Regions from separate parts of the Mus musculus genome. Here regions 1 and 2 are each linked to region 3. The links are chromatin contacts, called in public Hi-C and HiChIP or PLAC-seq maps. All regions are on one chromosome and are shown on one strand. Each heading gives the region's core, a stretch centred on a gene start, on an enhancer-like site or on the middle of the called end of the contact. The rest is flanking DNA. Distances are from core to core; before and after follow the strand shown. Region 1 has its middle 94 kb from the start of Gm38860. Region 2 overlaps Wnt7a (wingless-type MMTV integration site family, member 7A). Region 3 holds the start of Hdac11 (histone deacetylase 11).

Region 1 (2,700 bases), core at 90-2,589, 240 kb before region 3:
TGGGTACAACTGTATGTAGTAATATAAAGTGAGTAGATGCCATATGCTAACCAAGGATAGGACAGCACTCAACGAGTAACTGAGCAGGAATGGCTGGAAAATGACGTGAAGAGGGACACCTCTCTTGTAGCCTCTCTGAAATTCCCCTCTGAGGGGATAAACAGTAGTTCTGAGGCCCACAGACACAGTCTAGGATCTGGCCACTGTGCTGCCTCTACCCCAGGACCTAGAACTCTATGGGCCCTCAGTGTACGATTTCAGCAGCATACCTCTGCACATGGTGCCCATTACTACTCATTTGGAAAAACCTTGGTTCAGGACCCACTTGAGGACACTTTCTCTCATGTCTGAGCCTGAACTCAACAAATGCAGCTTTTGCTCGACTCCTGGCTCATGATTTCCTGCATGGATCATGTTCAACACTTCCCCAAGTCAGTTCATGCATGACACCCGCCAGGGATGGCTACAAGTTTCTGAATTTTCAGAAGCAAGGCAGGTGGTTATACCCAGACCCTGATATCATCTTGCTTTATATCTATGAGCCAGCAAGATCTACCCTCTGAGTCTCACTGTCTTTCCCTTAGAAGATTCATAGGCAGCCCAGGATGAAAAGGCCTCAAGTCACACAGAGCAACAAGACCAGGCCTATCACAGTTCACATTTGATCAGTGGCTAGGGTGAAGGTAGTTGCTGCGGAAAAACATTATCCCCGGGCTGGTGTTCTCAAGGTGGCTCCAGCAAGAGTATGATTACAAAGGTGCAGCTCCCAGATTGGAGTGAGAAACACAGAGACTCAACAACATGCAAGCTGCTTGGTGTCTCCAATGTCATCTGTCCTAAGTTAGATGGCTATTGCTCCTTGATGCAGCTCAGAAGAGTCAACCAGCTTGTGTCAAAGGGCCAAAACTTGTATCTTTAGATCCTGGACTCTGACTTAAGTGGCTCCTGTTGCCTGACCCTAGTTCACACTGGGCACTATGAGGTAAGAAGTGGAAACAGCTGTACATGTTCAGGTGCTTGCTCTTGCATCCCTCTCTCCCTTCTTCCCTTCGTCCTCCTCCTCCTCCCTCACTCCCTCTCCCTTCCCCCCTCTATTTCTCTCCCTCTCACTCCCCCTCCCTCGTCTCTCCCTCCTTCTCCCTCTCTCCCTCCCTCCCTCTCCCTTACTTAGCCTCATCCTCCACTTCCCTTTCTCTAGCTAATATGGTTAAATTAGCAGAGATTAAACGTGCCTGTGCTGCAGTTTCCTGTAATGAATTTCTTCCCTTGGGTCCAAAGCGCCAGGCAGTATTTGCTGACCAGCTGCAGATCCATTCCATGAGGCTTCTGCAGGCACACTACCTCCTTAGTGCAGGCTGTGTTGGGCCTTCCCTTCTGGACAGTTCAGACTGCTGTTTATTAGTAGGTACTACTCTAGCTGACCAGAGGCATCCTGAGGATCTTCTTGCCTTCCATGACCCTAGGGTCTGGGTCTGCTAGAAGCTCACTGCTGTTCCTGTTCCCTATTAGACATGCCAACCCCTCAAAGATCTCCTGGTATACAGGACTTGGGACATCTCGTGTCCTGGGGCTTTTTAAAGTGCTAGGCCACAACTCACTCCTCCTTTCAGACTGGGTACATGCAGTCTAGAAGCACAGGCCAATATTGGATGCTGCAGCTTTGCTCCAGTTCCCAGAGCTGGATGCAGCCTCAGTCCAGGTCTGCATCTGTTTCCCTCTTATGGTCCCTGTAGCCATGCTCCTCCCCTCTTCTCTCCGCATTTCCCTCATCAGAATGGAAGGAGGCTATTACCCACACTCTCCTTAATATCCTGCAGTAGATGATCATGAGGTGCAGCAACATCACACACATGCTGTGTGTCGCCTTGAGCAGTCACTTCACCTCCAGAAGCCTCAGTCCCATGAAAGACAAGAAAAGCTGTTGAGTGAATGAATATGTGCCTTGGAGACCAACACCCAGGGCTTGTATCCCAACTCCACCCAATGTCATTAGTGGTTTTTGATCCCCAGATATGTTTCCCTGTGAGTACAATGTAAATTACTATAATACCTCCAGCTGTGAGGACCCAGTGAGATACTGGGAGGTCAGACACCAGCACATAATAAGTTTTCAGTTGATGTAAGTTGCCCTAATGAAGGCCTTGGATGCCTTCAGGAACCTCTAGTTTGGCCTCTAAGCTAATCTGGCACACATCTATATGTGGGAAGTTGCTTCACCTCACTGAGCCACCATGAGAAAGACAGCCAACCTTGAGTCCCAGACCTACTCCTAGGCACACAGATAGCAAATGCCAGGCCACTAAGCTTCTTGTCTTGTGTGTCATCCTTGGGAAGAGGGGACTCATTAGTATTTTAGGGGCCCCAATAACTAGAGAACTCCAGTTCACCCAGAGAAGCTGTAGCAGAAACAAGACAACATGTAAAGCCTTAAAGGTAAGGGCCAGCATCTTTTCCTCATTTCTCCAGGAACATCTTGGTGTGTAATTTCAGTGAGCATTCAGTATCCTTAGCTAATATGCAGTGTATTCACCTTGCTTTGACCCAAATGGGGACATTCCTAGGAAGAGAGAGAGTCAGTAGTTCCCAAAGTCCTGCAAACATATGTTGTCTATGGGAATGTGTAGAGGGTCTGGCCTGCTGGGAACCGAAAGTTTCCTTATCTGATTAATGAAAAGGGAGAAGGCCTTAAATCTACTAATA
Region 2 (2,961 bases), core at 439-2,938, 230 kb after region 3:
AGCAAATAGGCGGCATTATCAGGGCTGGGAGGAAGCTCTTCCCACACCCAGGCTATTTTCTACTGCCAGCTCAGAACAAAGGCCCAACTGGAATTCTTGAGAGTTAGTGCGGGGTGTGGCCAGCAACCCCACCTGCCCGGAGGAGAACAGCTCCCACCAGAGCCTCAGTGGCTGTGCCCGCTTACAGCAGAGGTCCAGTGACACTGTTCACCCACATGGAGCTGCAAAGCTTGGCCAGGAAATGGTATTGTAAACAGTGAAGATCTTGCAGGAATAAAGTACGTGTAACTTGTTAGTCATTGTGACTGCAACATCCCAACCTCACCATCTAAACTCCATACATGCACACATACCTGAGAAACAGGTATACGGGGGATGGGCAGAATGTGGCATGCCAAGGTAGGTAACTGGGCTACCTCAAGCTTGCCACTCAGTCATTCAATACTTCAATTTTCTCCTGTGGCAGGATAACCACAGGCCCTCTCTTGTGATAAGAGAGTAGCTGTGAGGTACTTGTGGACTGGAACAAGCACACGTGGTATTTCCAGTCTTGAGAGAAGACATATGGTACCATGCAGGGAGCAGATGAGGTTGGCATTGTTCACAGTTAATACCCAGGTCATGCTGCCCTGGAGACTCTGGTATCAGGAGAACCCCACCCCCAGGGGGATATGCTATGTTCCTCTATCTGCTGCCTGGACCTCCCCTACATCCATGAAGTGGGCAGGTGACATATCATCCCATGGGGATCAGGGAAAGCCTTCCCTATGCATGGCAGACACTCCCTGAGCTATCTCTCTTGGTTCAGATGCAAACTGCAGGTGAGTCTCCCTTGGCTAGGCAGAAAGTTCTCTTCAGGGATATTACAACACTTGAGTTTTTCTGCAAAGGACACAAGTGTCCAGGATCAGAAGAAGTGGCAGCTGGGCTCCTAGGAGCCTGTTCTTCCTATCCTCCCAGACCATGCCATGCCTCTTAGCTCTCTCATATCCTCTTCTGCTGAATGCCCTCCTTCACTGACTTGATAACAGCCTGAGTTCGAGTCCTCCTTCTGAGGACAAAGAAGGAATTATGTGACCAATGAGCACATTTTGACGTGGTCTCACTGTGGAGTGACTAAGCCTCCCCATGCTGCCCCTCCCCTCCCCTGGTTACTTTCCAGTAAGCTCCTGCCAGGACCAGCCACATGGGGGGAGCCTTTCTGGCAGAAATCACATGGCTGGTCCTGGAGGCCAGGAAGGTGGCCTGCTACCTAGGCCTTCCCAAGTTTCTCTAATAATGCTAAGTTCTGAATGCCCCATGACCACCAGCTGTCTAGGTGACCTCCTGTACCACAGAAGTCATATGCTAGCCATGAGCCACATGCAGCCACCACACACTAGAAACCTGGACCAAAGGACTAAATTTTCATCATACTTAATTGCAGTCTGTTCAGACAGTCACGTGTGACTTATGGAGACTATTTAACAGTGTGACCGTAAACACTTGCAGTTCATTTGATCATTTGGTTAGTGACACTCTATGAGATGAGCCCCCAGGTACACAGATGGAAAGAGATGGCACAGAGAATCAAACTGAGAGCCTTATGGGTACTCTGGCCAGAAGCAGCAAGGCCAAGTCCAGATGAATGAACTGCAGCACACACTGTGAATAGGAACGAGACCAGCAATCCCAACCCTGCAGCCCACACTAGCCCTTGGATTATGCCACCACATCACGGGTATGCCAGTCTGGGCTCTGGCAGAGACTAGGCTAAAGCTCATGCTTGCCTAGCAGAGTGAGAAAGACACTGCAAGTGAGGGCTCATGGCTCCCAGCCTGCCCTCTGTCCAGCCCTGAGCTGGCTGTGAAGCAACAGAACTCTGCTTCAAGGGACAATGCATACAACCTCTAAAACAGTTATTTCCTCTGCCCTCCAAGTGTCCCCTTCTATTCAACCTACAATGTTCAGAGCCCCATGAACAGAGCAAGACAGGACACAGTACCTGAATGACCCTCAATCTCCAGGTGATTAGAGTAGGGTCTTAGGGGCAGAAGACCAAAGCTTCTTTAGAAGGTTCCAGAACTTTTGGATAATATTGTGGAATCATTCGTGGGATATCAGGATTGAATGGGGACAGCCCCGGACACTGATAAGTCTGGATCCGGCTTGAGTTCACATTCCAGGACAGCCTGCGAGCTGTGCAGCTTTGGGCTCCATTACCTCTCCTCACCTCCATTTTCCTATGCATAAAGTAGGTAAGGCAGACCTGTGACCAGGCGAGAGGCTAGCAGTTGTAGGGATTAAATGAAGATTGTACTTTTGGTGCCGATATTAGGTTTGCCTGTGTCCCCCAACAGAGAACCTTATGTCCGCCTGTATCAACTCCCCTGACAAGGGCCTTGTGACTGCTTCACCTGAGCTTGAACCTGAGGGCCCGAGGGACAGCAACCTCTCACTAAAGTCACCTTTTTCCTGGAAGAATGGCCTAAGTTCCTTCGGAGCCATGGTGTTCAGAAATTCTCTGGGCTAAGCGTAGGCTGTCGTGTCTGCATGGGATTAAGTGGAGGCAGCCTTGGCAGCCCAGAGCAATGTGGGGGCTGGGGACCCTCAGGCATTGCCAGTCTCTCCAGGAAGAGCTGCCCTGTCCTGTCACTGCTTTCCACTCCTCTCTTATCTTATCCCTCTTTCCCTGGATGCTGGTCATGGTTATCACTGTGGCATCAGTGACAGGAGCCAGCTGGGCACAGCCCCAGCTATGTCATTCGATGCAGGGGAAAACCCTAGCACAAGCACCCTCCACCCTGACCATGGCCAGTCCCTTCTGACCTGTCCTGAGCTCCCTTGGTATCAGCAGCCTCGTTTTCTCCCTAGACTCTCATCTTCATCATGATCCCGCCTCCCATTCTCTACCACAGACCTGATGTGGTCTAAGCTGGACCCAGGGGCCAATCCTTCCCTGCTTCTTCACCCACAGGCCCT
Region 3 (2,833 bases), core at 289-2,788:
TTCTTTCTTTCTTTCTTCCTTTCTGCCTCAGTTTCTCTTGTATAAAACTTGCCTTCCAGGGTGTTTAGAGTTCATTGTGAATGAGGCTCTGGGGACTGGCTTAGCTCTGTCTTAATGACAGGCACTCAGTAAGAGCTGATGTTATCTTTGGAGTCTCTCAGCTTCCCCAGAAGGTACACAGTCAACATCATCTCCTAGCGCTGAAAGCCCAGCAAACAGATTCAACCTTCCAAGACCAGGGTGCTGGCAGATAGCCCAGGCTGGGCTGAATATAGGCTCAAACTTCATTATACCAAAGGAATCAGGAAGACTCCCCTCCCGGTTTGTAATAAGCAAATGCTATTTCTTCTAACTGCCCAAGTCTATAGCAACTTTAAATCATAATGCCACTGTCTTATCTACGATGGTTCAAAGTCTGTAACTCCTAACACATAGGCTAGGCCACATGATATGGGAACGCTCCCAAACCACTAAGAACAAGAAATTGCCTTTTGTCCTCTGAACTGAAGGCAGTGTCTCCTCTGGGTCAGCCCCACTACCCATGGCTGGGGCAGTAACTCCTGACTGAGCTCACACTCCTAGGGGCAGTTTTTCTCAGCATCTTTCAGAATTTATGTCCTGTTTTCTGAAAATTACCTAGCAGTAGGCACATCAGAGGCATTCTTCCAAACTGTCAGACAACGATCAGACTTGGCTGGCAGATACATATTGTTGGTGTTCATGCCAGAGAGTTCGAGTTCAATCCTTAGAACCTACACAAAGGTGGAGGGAAAAACTTGTCTGACCAGAGCTGACTTTTGATCTTCACTGTGACATGCTACCTCATGCCCTAACAAAACAAAACAACAACAACAAAAAAAAAAAAAACGTTGCCCATTCCCTTCACATGACCCTGTGGCCCCTGGGCTCCCAGCTGCCATATTAGTTCCTGGCTGCTTCTCTGGTCAGCTGCTTCTGTTTGGTTGATGAAGACAGCTGGGTCAACAGGGGCCTATTGTCTCTTCTTCTGGCCTCCATTGTTGGGGCCCCAGCTGTCGGTCAGCTTCCAGGGTCAGGGTGTAGGGGGAATGGAGACAGGAGATACGTTCAGATATTCACGACTGGACCCTAAAAATAGGATCACCAGACCTGTTCTACAATAGGGAAACAGGTTCAAGGCATTTTATAAGTGGGGGACTGTTTATACCATGGTGAAATAGCCACAGATGGTACAGGAATGCAGGGATGCACCGCAGGAAAGAACATATAGCTGGGCTGGTATGCCCAGAACAGACCACCACATAGTGCAGAGAAGCCCGTGGTCACATCACCTAACCAAGTGTCTGATTATTTCTACCCTGGGAATGCGGGCGGAGCTGCGCATGACCACGCCCTCCAGGCGGCACTCCATTGGGTGCTTCTCCTTGGCCGGCGCCGGTCCGGTCGTCTGTGACGCAGCTGCAGGCCAGAGCTCCACCTCCAGCTCCCAGCGCCATGGAGGCGTGTGTTCTGCGTAGGCCCTGCCTCTTGCACCCCTCCCACCCCTCCCGGTGCGGAGTGGCGTCCAGAGCAGGCAGGGCCGGCTGCGGGATGTGAGTGTGCGGGGTCGCGCGTGGGGCCAAGCATGGGTTCTGGGGATTCCCATGGGCACGGCGGGACAGCTGGGGGCGGGCTGGGTGACCGTGCGGACGAACGGTGGTTCTCCCCTTTGCAGGGCACCGCGGTGGGCTGCAGGGCTGCGAGGAGGGCACAGCCTCCTGCAGTCGCGGTCTACTCACCTCCCCTCCCCCCGCCCCAGCGCATTTTGTTCCCAGCTTCACAGATGTGTGAGCTAACTCGTGAGACAGCCACATTCCAGCCCCTACACCATACACCCCGCCTTCCCCCGTGCAGGCCTTGGGCCTTGGCACCAGTACTCCTGAATACACCTGGCACTGGCATGTGACCTTGGGCACACCTGGTCCCCAGAGCCGCTGTTAGGACTGTGTTGGAAGCTGATTTAATCAAAGCCAGCCAGGGTTCAGGAAGGAGCTGTTTTCATTCCTGTTGGTTGTTAAGTGACCTGGTGTGAGTGGGGAGGGGAACACTGCTTTCCACAAGGAGGCTGTTGTCCATATGTGTGTCTCTTTTGCACGTTGAAGGCCTCACGCAACACAGCTGTACCAGCATGTACCAGAGAAACGCTGGCCCATCGTGTACTCACCACGTTACAACATCACCTTCATGGGCCTGGAGAAGCTGCACCCCTTTGATGCTGGGAAATGGGGCAAGGTGATCAACTTCCTGAAAGGTAAGAGCCGCCCCCCCCCCCAGACTAGCACGTGTCTCCTCCATTTCCCTATCCATACTACCTCCTCAGACCTGCATCGACCTTCTCCATTTTTTCCTTCTCCCTATCCTCATCACCCCCTCAGACCTACATCTGCCTCCTCCATCCCTGTGTTCATTCCATCCTTACCTGATTTCAGCCCCCAGACTGCCTACTGCCTTCTGCCTTGCTGTTAAAGGGTCTTTCCAGGCAGGCTACTAAGCAAGATGGGACCTGTCTTGTATTCCCTCCAGTTAGATCCCTATCTCCCTTCCTAAAAATCTAGAGCAAGCTCCCAGGTCTGCATCGTGCAAAAAATAGGATCAAATTAGACATTAATAACATAGCTGTTTCTGTTGGGTTTGTTTTCATTCCTCGGGGGACCTCCTATCTACGGCAGGTGGTACAGCTTCCCCCTCCGCTGTAGGGACCTGCCTGAACATCCAAAGGAAGTCATGGACTAGAAAGCACACAGGTGATGTGTGGTGTTGGTATAAGGCTGGGATGCTAGCCTTGCACGTCTGTTGACTGCACAAATGGTTTCCT

The links. A called contact is a pair of places that touch in the nucleus more often than the background predicts. HiChIP or PLAC-seq counts read pairs in DNA pulled down with a chosen protein or histone mark.
Region 1: a contact with region 3 is called in a Hi-C map of the N1E-115 cell line, with 1.8 times the contacts expected there. The contact joins the enhancer-like site here to the promoter of Hdac11 in region 3. A contact is called at or near these places in 3 of 39 promoter capture datasets (cranial neural crest, hippocampal neurons and neural stem cells), 2 of 484 Hi-C or Micro-C datasets (B cells and the N1E-115 cell line) and 2 of 9 other capture datasets (embryonic stem cells and liver).
Region 2: a FOXA1 HiChIP or PLAC-seq map of pancreatic cancer cells shows a contact between it and region 3. The contact joins the enhancer-like site here to the promoter of Hdac11 in region 3. A contact is called at or near these places in 4 of 39 promoter capture datasets (embryonic stem cells, liver, maxillary cranial neural crest and 1 more), 1 of 115 datasets of contacts at active chromatin or transcription factors (pancreatic cancer cells) and 2 of 9 other capture datasets (adipose tissue and liver).

What each region holds. Positions count from the first base shown.
Region 1 is chr6:90,914,457-90,917,156 of GRCm38.p6, forward strand. It overlaps a transcript of Iqsec1 not described here. Among named protein-coding and RNA genes, the nearest start is that of Gm38860, 94 kb to the right of the region's middle. Within about 2 kb of position 1,340, at least 5 of the 459 cell types and tissues checked have an H3K27ac peak or open chromatin away from gene starts, as enhancers often do. A contact at or near this core is called in the N1E-115 cell line, where this site is marked.
Region 2 is chr6:91,382,898-91,385,858 of GRCm38.p6, forward strand. The region is part of intron 3 of Wnt7a (wingless-type MMTV integration site family, member 7A); the gene reads right to left. Among named protein-coding and RNA genes, the nearest start is that of Gm30437, 27 kb to the right of the region's middle. Within about 2 kb of position 1,689, at least 12 of the 459 cell types and tissues checked have an H3K27ac peak or open chromatin away from gene starts, as enhancers often do. A contact at or near this core is called in pancreatic cancer cells, where this site is marked.
Region 3 is chr6:91,155,277-91,158,109 of GRCm38.p6, forward strand. It overlaps Hdac11 (histone deacetylase 11), which reads left to right and starts at 1,539. Exons shown (of 10, transcript NM_144919.2): 1 at 1,539-1,571; 2 at 2,121-2,269. The coding sequence starts at 1,570.